Regions from separate parts of the Mus musculus genome. Here all the other regions are linked to region 3. A link is a contact called in public HiChIP or PLAC-seq and promoter capture Hi-C data. All regions are on one chromosome and are shown on one strand. Each heading gives the region's core, a stretch centred on a gene start, on an enhancer-like site or on the middle of the called end of the contact. The rest is flanking DNA. Distances are from core to core; before and after follow the strand shown.

Region 1 (2,700 bases), core at 159-2,658, 87 kb after region 3:
AACTAGAATTATCACCACAGTGGTTCCCTAATACAAGATGACAATCAAGGGAAGTGATTTTCCCAGAACCAGGCTTGATGACTTGCAGATGGTGAGAGAGATCTATATACAAAAAAAAAAAAATCCTTCTGTTTATCCCTTGTCTCTTTTCTTCTCTCTCCTTTGTCTTCTTTCCCCTGTCTTTGTCCCTCTGAGGAAAATACATCCACCTGTGTGCTAAGAACTTGGTCTTGGTGTGTCCTGTACAGATTCTGAGACTGGTGGGAACTCTTGGATCAGGTCGTCTGGATTATGGAAAGCGTTTCTCAAACAATGTCAAAGACAAGGACTTCTATCCAAATTCTGTCCTCCACATGTGTGCCATGGCATCCAGTGGCCATTCACACACAAACATGAAAATCAGTCTCCCTTTCTCTTATGAAGGGTGGGTGGGAAGAGAAAGAGGGACAAGATAAAACACAAAAATAATATACAGCAGAAATTTATTCTTGAACTTACTGAAATACAAGTCATAGATTTAGGTAGAGAGTTTTAAGAAAGATCGTGTTTTCTGAGTGCCTCCTTTCTGGATGATTCTGACTCATCTTTTTCAATCATAAACATCTCTCTCATGTTTCCAAACATGCCAGGAAAGCTGTACCTTGGGGCTTTGGAACTAGATTTCCCTCTCACAGAAGACTGCTCACAAGATAATTATGGAGGCAATTATCTCATCCTCTTAAGTCTTTGCTCAAAACCTATCTTCTTTTCTAGACAAGACCCTATCATTATAGGATGTAACGAGCTTCCTACTTCCCAAATAACAATCCTTGAAGCCTTCTGTCCCCTGTACTTCTTCTATTCCTTTTCCCATGGCTCTTCTGATCTTGGGCTATAATAGTGAATTTTAGTTTTTTTCTTTTCTTTTTTTTCAAAATGTTTTGTATGTGATCTACTACCTCCTCTGTCACTCTCCTTCTTCCTCATATGAATTGCTAATCTCTGGAAAGCAATCTTGTTGTTCCTGTAATGAATCGCTCTTAAGAAGCCTAGCAAGTAAAATGTTCAAACAAGACTGAAATAGTATTTGTTAAGTGAACAAATTAAGACTTACGCAACCCACAGGTGCCTGGAAGTATGTACTAGCTAAGGAAGTCAACAGAGAAATTTTCTAATTCATCTGCCTAAACTTTATGTGGGAGGCACAGAAACAGGAAGTCAAACAGACTGAGCGTTTGTTTTGCTTCCTGGGAGAACTATTTAGAAATTAGTCCTTTTGCTTTCCAGTTCATAGTGTTTCCTGAGGTTAGCATCTTGCATTTGGATGGTGTTTTGGATATTTTCTCAATGATATATGAGTATGAGTCAGGTTGTATCTTACATAAATTCCTACCTTATAACAGAATAAGAGCTTCCAGGGGCAAAAGCTTGCCACTATTTCACAAGAGGTATGACATTCCAGAATGGTATCTGGATTCCTCTACTTCATGTGGTCCATCTCTCCAGGGAAAACAGAAGCAACATGTCAATGAGTTGTGTGTGTGCCTCAAGATCAGAGAACAAGAACAAGAACAAGAGGAGATGGTTAGGGACAAAAGTTGTGATTGACATTCTCATGACCTATATTTAGTGTTCCTTATTCAAATCTGGTTTCAAAAACTTAAAATGGAGTCTAATGTATATTTCACAGTTCTCACTCATGCCTTGACATGAATTTAACCTTTTTAAGTGGCACTATTATCACATTCTCTGTTTCTCTTCATGTAATCTATTTTCTCTATGAAAAATCATCAACACTAACATTTTGTCATTATTTTCCAACAGCTCTTAGCTCTCCAGCTACAAATTTTCAGTATGAGAAGCCTCCTTTCCCCCCTGTAATCATGTGGTTATCAGATACTTATTTTGGGGACCCACAGCTGTTAACTGTAAAACTATTCTTTTAAGCTTCAATCTTCAATCATTGAGTTATTTTATTTCTATTTTTTCCCCTAGCAGCTGTTCTGTTGATTATCTGAAAAATTTTTTCTTCCATGCTTAAAATTAAAATAGCATGTACAAAATAAAAAGATTATATATGAAAAAGGGTGAAGGTATCATAAGAATGCAAATACTGTGCTCCAAGGTACTGCGGTGCATGAATCCTCTCTGCACATGCACACATTTGCAATGCATTTATATATACACCTATATATAAATAATTAATGTTTATGACTATTAATATTTCATGAATGATATAAAACACATTGAGAACATCCTGTGTGTTAGCTGTTGACAATGCTAAACCAGATTGCCATCATCCCTATTATGCAGACAAGGAACTGAGGTTTAGGAAAGTAAAGCTATCAGGTCCAGTTCTCTGCATTGAGTAGAGTGAATAGCAGATATCAGACTGGAATGAGTTCTGTCCTAAGATCAAAACACTTGTCTTCGCTTCCTTCTCTTATCATTTTTATTTTCTGAGTTATTTCAGACTTAGAAAACATTTATTGAGAAAATGAAAACTTACATCATCTACCTTACAGGATAAGATTTGATAAATTATAATTGGATGCCTGATTATGGCCAACCCATTCTCTCCTTCTCCTGAGTCCAGAAATTGCATTTACCATTCACATTATTTACATGTATATGCATCTCAAAAAGGCACATTGTGTTATTCTGTACTTTTCTGAATTGTGTAACTGTTGAGAAAAATTCACATTGCACCTAGTTTTTACA
Region 2 (2,700 bases), core at 130-2,629, 70 kb after region 3:
CCTGAAGACCTGCATTAGCATCTTCTCTGACTACATAGAGGATAGCTGTGTCTTCACAAAGTCAAGGCAAGAGTGACTTCTAGTCAGTCTTCCATCCTACTCTCTGGAGCAGCCCTCAACATGAAGGGTGGACAGATTTATAATACCCCTGCCTCTTCATTGCAATGTGACATTCACAGATACCTTCTACATGGTTTTCCAGAGAGTTCTCAACAGGACTGAGTGTGTTTCCACAGCAGGAATCAATTATTAAGTACCCTTTTTTATTCTCTTCCTTTATTAACTCATTTCCTCATACTTAGCTTGCCAAAGAGATTACTTATATCTAAACACCCATGTCACAGTGGTTTTTCTTAAATGGAATGTAATCTAAGGGTTTATACTATATATGGTTTCTGAAAGCCCAGGGTGTGGAGGTGGTGGTGGTAGTGTGTGTGTGTCTGTAAAACTCTAGATTTTCTGAAACTTAACATTACATTATATATGAAAATAAAGTAATTTTTTTAAGTTTTACATAGATTTTAATTATTAGTTATGAGAGGAATACTTTACAGGACAAGGTATATTACATTCATTTCGACAAGATACACAATGAAGGCACTATGGCATGTAGGCACTGATATAAGTATGGAGATATGTGAGGCCTTCAAGGAGGAGGTGATATTAGATCAGTTGTTTGGAAGATATCAAGAATTATTGCAAGTGAAGATAAATGAAATGTTGTTTTCAGTCAATGACAAACCAACGATAACGTAAGAGAGGTGTGAAGGAATGTGGATTATTCAAAGAAAAGAACACTGTTTCCTGAGCTCAAGAATGTCTGAAGTAAGAGAGCAGAAAGCAAAGTGGATCTGAGTTAGTCAGTGACAGTCTGAGCATTTGCGGAAGCCCTGGTCAGAGCGGGGGAAGGAAGAATGTTTCAGACCTGCACATGCTAAACTATTTTTTTCTCATGTGACTTCTAAAAAAAAAAGCCTCTCACCCACGCATCATCAGTCACTTCCTTAGCCATCATTATTTTGAAGGTATGACTCACTGATAGAGCGTTCTCTGAAACCCAAGACATTTTAGAATTTGTGTATATTTTCTTATGTTCACTGAATAGGACAAGATTGCCTGGGTCCTCAAAGTTTGTTCCTATCTTATGATGTCCATCTTATTATAATTCATTTCTTTGAGACTTCCACTTTAAGGTATGGTGTGTGTTCCTTGTGCCCTGGAGGGAACTGTGACTGTTTCTGTCTCATATAAAGAAACGTAGGAACAAGGGGGTGGGGGGAAAGCATGGATTCCAAAACAATGCTCACATGGGTTCAAGAACTGAGCAAGCACTGCTCTGGAAACCAGGACTTTAGGACTCTAGCTCTGGATCTCCCCCACCTGGTTTGATGAACCTTGGTGAGTGACTGAAGTTTTCACCATCTGTATTTCAGTAAAGATATGAGTTGGACCATCTCCCAGATTTCTACTAGTCATAGCTACTTGTGTTGAAATCAGTATCAGAGGATAAAACTGAATATTCTTGTGCCCAATACTAAAATTTAGCAAAAAGATTTGAAAATTTATATTCCTTTCTGAAAAAAACGTAATTCAAACACCACTGTTACTAGTTCCTATAAGGTATCCATTTTTGATTTCATGTAAGTTCCATTAATTAAAAATACATAATCATACGCATATAAAATAATTTTCTAAAATACATTTGCTGTCACTGGACCTTGGAGTATGTTTCACAGGCTGCTGGAAAGATGATAACATTTCATTATGATTTGTTTCATAACTACAGGACTGTACTCGCCACTGAAATGCAGATTTTAGAGATGACAGATAATAGCCCATTTTGAGAGTTAGTATTCCTTAAGGCATTGTTATAACATAAAACAAGAGGATCAAAGAATTGCCTCTTCCTTCAGCCATACATCATACACTCTGAATAAACAACAGCTAAAAGATCCAGTTGCATGGCTTCATTTCTACATCATTTACTCTCATGTGTTACAAATTAGTGCTGTTGCTTCATATTTTATGCTGGAAAATATGTTAGATTGTTCAATGAGTGATTGATCTTCCCCACATAATCATGATAGGACTTTTTAGATGTAGGGAAGGAGACTAGTTAAATACAGGTGCTATGGGGGGGGGGAAGAGGGATAGAAAGTTATTATCTTAGAGGGAAATAAATGTGAAAGTGATAGCTTGAGACCTACTGAGCTCAGAGGCAGTAAGAGATGAGGAAATGTGCCCAAGGGTAGCTCATAACTGAGAGCACTGCGTGCATTCTCCTCCTCACAATAACTCTCTTTTATTTAGAAATCTGAAGTGGAGTATCGTCTAGGGAGCTGAGGGGAAAAGGTAACTATTTTTGAAAAATCCTATTAGACTTTAGAAATCTTCAGCTTGCTTTTTTACTTTCTTGACAACAAACAGTTCTGGAAAATACAATATAAACTATACTTGGAACATAGTATTACAATGTCACAGTAACTGCCTTTATTTTTTTTCTAAATAATACATTTATAAAATGTGTCCAAGGTACCTGTTAGTGCACCATACTAGATTTGCCAATGTAAAGGTCTGAGAATTGGTTTTGATGAGAAGTGATGAGGACAATTCCAAACAGGAGCAATAAAGAGAATAGTCATCCAAGAACAGGCACCCATGGGAACTTGCTGCAAGACAAGTGCCCTAATACAGGATTTA
Region 3 (2,729 bases), core at 227-2,726:
AACGCCTCTGACTTCAGCAGGGAGCACTGGAGTTACAATAGACAGCGGTTGCCTTTATAGTGCCAAGTTCTGCTGAATCCCGGACACTATCTCAATTAGGAAGGGGCAGAACCATATCCGGTTCCCACTGAATACAGTTTCCCATGCTTCCCATCTTAAAAACTTTTACGTCTTCCCAAAAGAGCAATAAACATACGAAGACGCCAGGAAGAGTGCCTGTAGGGGAAAATGACTGATCAAATTAAATCCCTATATATGGAACCTGAAACTTCAAAACTTGTCAAACAAATCACAGCGGCAGGAGCACGGTATGTGTCGTTGCCCCTTCTTTCCCACTTCTTACACGGAGCCAGCTTCCACAATCCCTCAACAGCAGTTTGACTTACTGGTTAGTGGGAGGTGCGGTCAGCGGTATGGCCACCTCTTCCTCTTCGTATTCTGGTCCATCCAGGGAGTCACCTTCATCCACGGTCCCCAAACCGGAGCCCAAAGGGGGCAGCTGAGGAGGCGGCGGCAGAGGAGGGAATCCGCCGCCCGGCCCGAGCGTCTCAGCAGGCAAAGACAGAGTCCCCTTGGTGAAAGCGACGTCTCCCGCAGGTCCGGCGGCCGCAGCACCAGCCACGCCAGCAGCAGCACTGCCGGTCAGCGCGGCGCCCCCCAAGACACCGGCCACCGGCCCGGTCCCCAGGAACCCGGACCCCGACGCGGCTCCGCCACCGAGGGCCGCAACCAAGTCGGCGTCCGCCAGCCCGGGACACGGGGCGGCTGCCACCGGCAGGGCCGCGGGTAACTTGACCCGGCACGCTGCCGAGTAGGCGCTGGAGCCCGTGGCCGCGCCGCCGCCGGGGCCCGCCGTCGCAGGGCCGCCTTCCTCACTGCCCGCCTCGGCCGCCATCATGTTGAAGCCCGCTCTCCTCTAGCTACCCTGCCGCCCGGGAGCCCCGGGGGCCAGCAGGCCCGGGCTGCGAGCCGCCCCACCCAGGCGCGTCCCCCTTCAGCTCTCCAGGCAGAGGAAACAACAACAAAAGGAGAGCGCCCGCCGCCGCGCCCCCTCCCCGGGCCACAGCCCCAAGCTCCGCGGCTGCTGGCTGGCTTACGGGAAGCGACGCGGGCAAAAAACCCAGCGCCTGCAGAAACGCTAGGCAAACCTCGCCGCGCACACCCACACTCACGCGCACACATGCACAGGGGCGCCAAACTTCCTGGCTACGCTAAAGAGGAAGGGAAGCCCGCTGCAGCGGCTGAGGCAGCGCCGCCTCGGCCGCCGCCGCCGCCGCGCCTCAACGCCCGGGTTCCGGCCGCCCCCACCGCAGCCACCAGTGGGGCTGCCTATGCCAGAGCCACCGTAGCCTCATCTCCGCCGGCTGGAGTCGGGAGCAGTGGGCGGGGCCGAGGAAGGGGGCGGGCCCGCAGAGCCCGACTCCGCTGCGGGCTACCTGCGGCTCTCCGGAGCGAAACCCGGGAGAGAAAGAAGGGCGGGGCCGGGAAGAAGGGAGGGGCGGAGCGGGGGCTTCTGCGCAGGCGCCTTCCGGGAGCGCGTCCGGACAGAGGAGAAGGAAAAGCAGCCTGGGCAGGAAGCGGCGGGCGCGCGCGGAGGCGTGGCACAGCTTCCCACTGAAGGGTGCGGGACGTGTGGTGCGGCCGTCCCTCCACGCCACCGGGCTCGGTGCAGGCCTACCTCTCACGGCTTTGTTTACAGGGAGAGAAGGAAGATAGCTCATCTCCAGGCCCGAGGGACTGGAGGGACGAGGGGGCGATGAGAAGGAAAGGATGACGCCAGGAAGTCCATTCACTGCTTTGTAACTTGTAGAAAAATGGCCTTAGCTGCCCGTACAGTCGGCAACAAAAATCAAAACAGTATTCATAGTTTATTCCTTTCCGTCGCATGCTATAAATCACCGTATAACTTAGGTGAAATAATTTAAGCCTAGATCCTTGGACCTGAGAAAACAACGGTTGAAAGAAGCCATGGAGAGTATGAAGGTAGAAGTCAATGCTACCATTATATACATAAGTTCTCTTCACCGAATGTCTCCCTCACATGTTTGGCTGTCAGAGAAGGAATGTAGTATTTAGAGGAAAAGTGCCACCGAAGTCATAAACCAATATATTTTGTCCTAGTTTGTATGCAAAAATCTGCAACACATACCAAAGACACACTACATGTCTAAACTTTGACAGATCAATGTCACCCTTTATGAACCCTAGGAAAAAGTTTTATTTCCCGTACTTGTGTGTATATATAAATTCATAAACACATACTCAACTGTTAGAATTATCTTTTCATGTTCCCTGGGGATAGGTTCCAGGGGCCTGTTGAGTTACAAAATTATTATCTTAAATAATTTGGGCACATTTTCCCATTTACACAGTAAATCATCTCTAGCTTATCCACAACTCTTAATATAATCTAAATATCATTTATTTTGTTATTATTAGAATAATGACAAAAATTTATGCAGGTGGAATTTTTTCCAGATATTTTTGTATGTGGCACCCTTGAATCTATAGTTTGCTAATATGAAAGCAGATAGTATATAAGCAGCCATTCATATAGAGAGATCATGCTGGTTGCTTGAAATTTATCCGTGTTAGAAATTTGCCCTTTAGGGTTCATGTACTGTACTAGCTTTTCTGTTCTCCCTGGAAAGTGTCACATTGAATGCAACTGATTATTGATAATACTTTCTCTATTAAGTTTGACCAAGCTAACTTGCTGAGAATAGCAA

What was found. Promoter capture Hi-C pulls out the DNA fragments that hold promoters and counts their contacts. HiChIP or PLAC-seq counts read pairs in DNA pulled down with a chosen protein or histone mark.
Region 1: a contact with region 3 is called in an H3K4me3 HiChIP or PLAC-seq map of bone marrow-derived macrophages, with 2.8 times the contacts expected there. The contact joins the enhancer-like site here to the promoter of Rasa1 in region 3. A contact is called at or near these places in 1 of 39 promoter capture datasets (macrophages), 2 of 484 Hi-C or Micro-C datasets (CD4 T cells and Th17 cells), 2 of 115 datasets of contacts at active chromatin or transcription factors (CD8 T cells and bone marrow-derived macrophages) and 2 of 9 other capture datasets (adipose tissue and pancreatic islet).
Region 2: a contact with region 3 is called in a promoter capture Hi-C map of macrophages, with 5 read pairs. The contact joins the enhancer-like site here to the promoter of Rasa1 in region 3. A contact is called at or near these places in 1 of 39 promoter capture datasets (macrophages), 7 of 484 Hi-C or Micro-C datasets (CD8 T cells, Th17 cells, cortical neurons and 4 more), 2 of 115 datasets of contacts at active chromatin or transcription factors (CD8 T cells and bone marrow-derived macrophages) and 1 of 9 other capture datasets (adipose tissue).

The regions. Positions count from the first base shown.
Region 1 is chr13:85,375,398-85,378,097 of GRCm38.p6, forward strand. No RefSeq gene overlaps it. Among named protein-coding and RNA genes, the nearest start is that of Rasa1, 87 kb to the left of the region's middle. Within about 2 kb of position 1,409, at least 21 of the 459 cell types and tissues checked have an H3K27ac peak or open chromatin away from gene starts, as enhancers often do. A contact at or near this core is called in bone marrow-derived macrophages, where this site is marked.
Region 2 is chr13:85,358,417-85,361,116 of GRCm38.p6, forward strand. No RefSeq gene overlaps it. Among named protein-coding and RNA genes, the nearest start is that of Rasa1, 70 kb to the left of the region's middle. Within about 2 kb of position 1,380, at least 41 of the 459 cell types and tissues checked have an H3K27ac peak or open chromatin away from gene starts, as enhancers often do. A contact at or near this core is called in CD8 T cells, bone marrow-derived macrophages, embryonic fibroblasts and 1 more, where this site is marked.
Region 3 is chr13:85,288,010-85,290,738 of GRCm38.p6, forward strand. Rasa1 (RAS p21 protein activator 1) reads right to left here and starts at 1,477. Exons shown (of 25, transcript NM_145452.3): 1 at 387-1,477. The coding sequence starts at 898.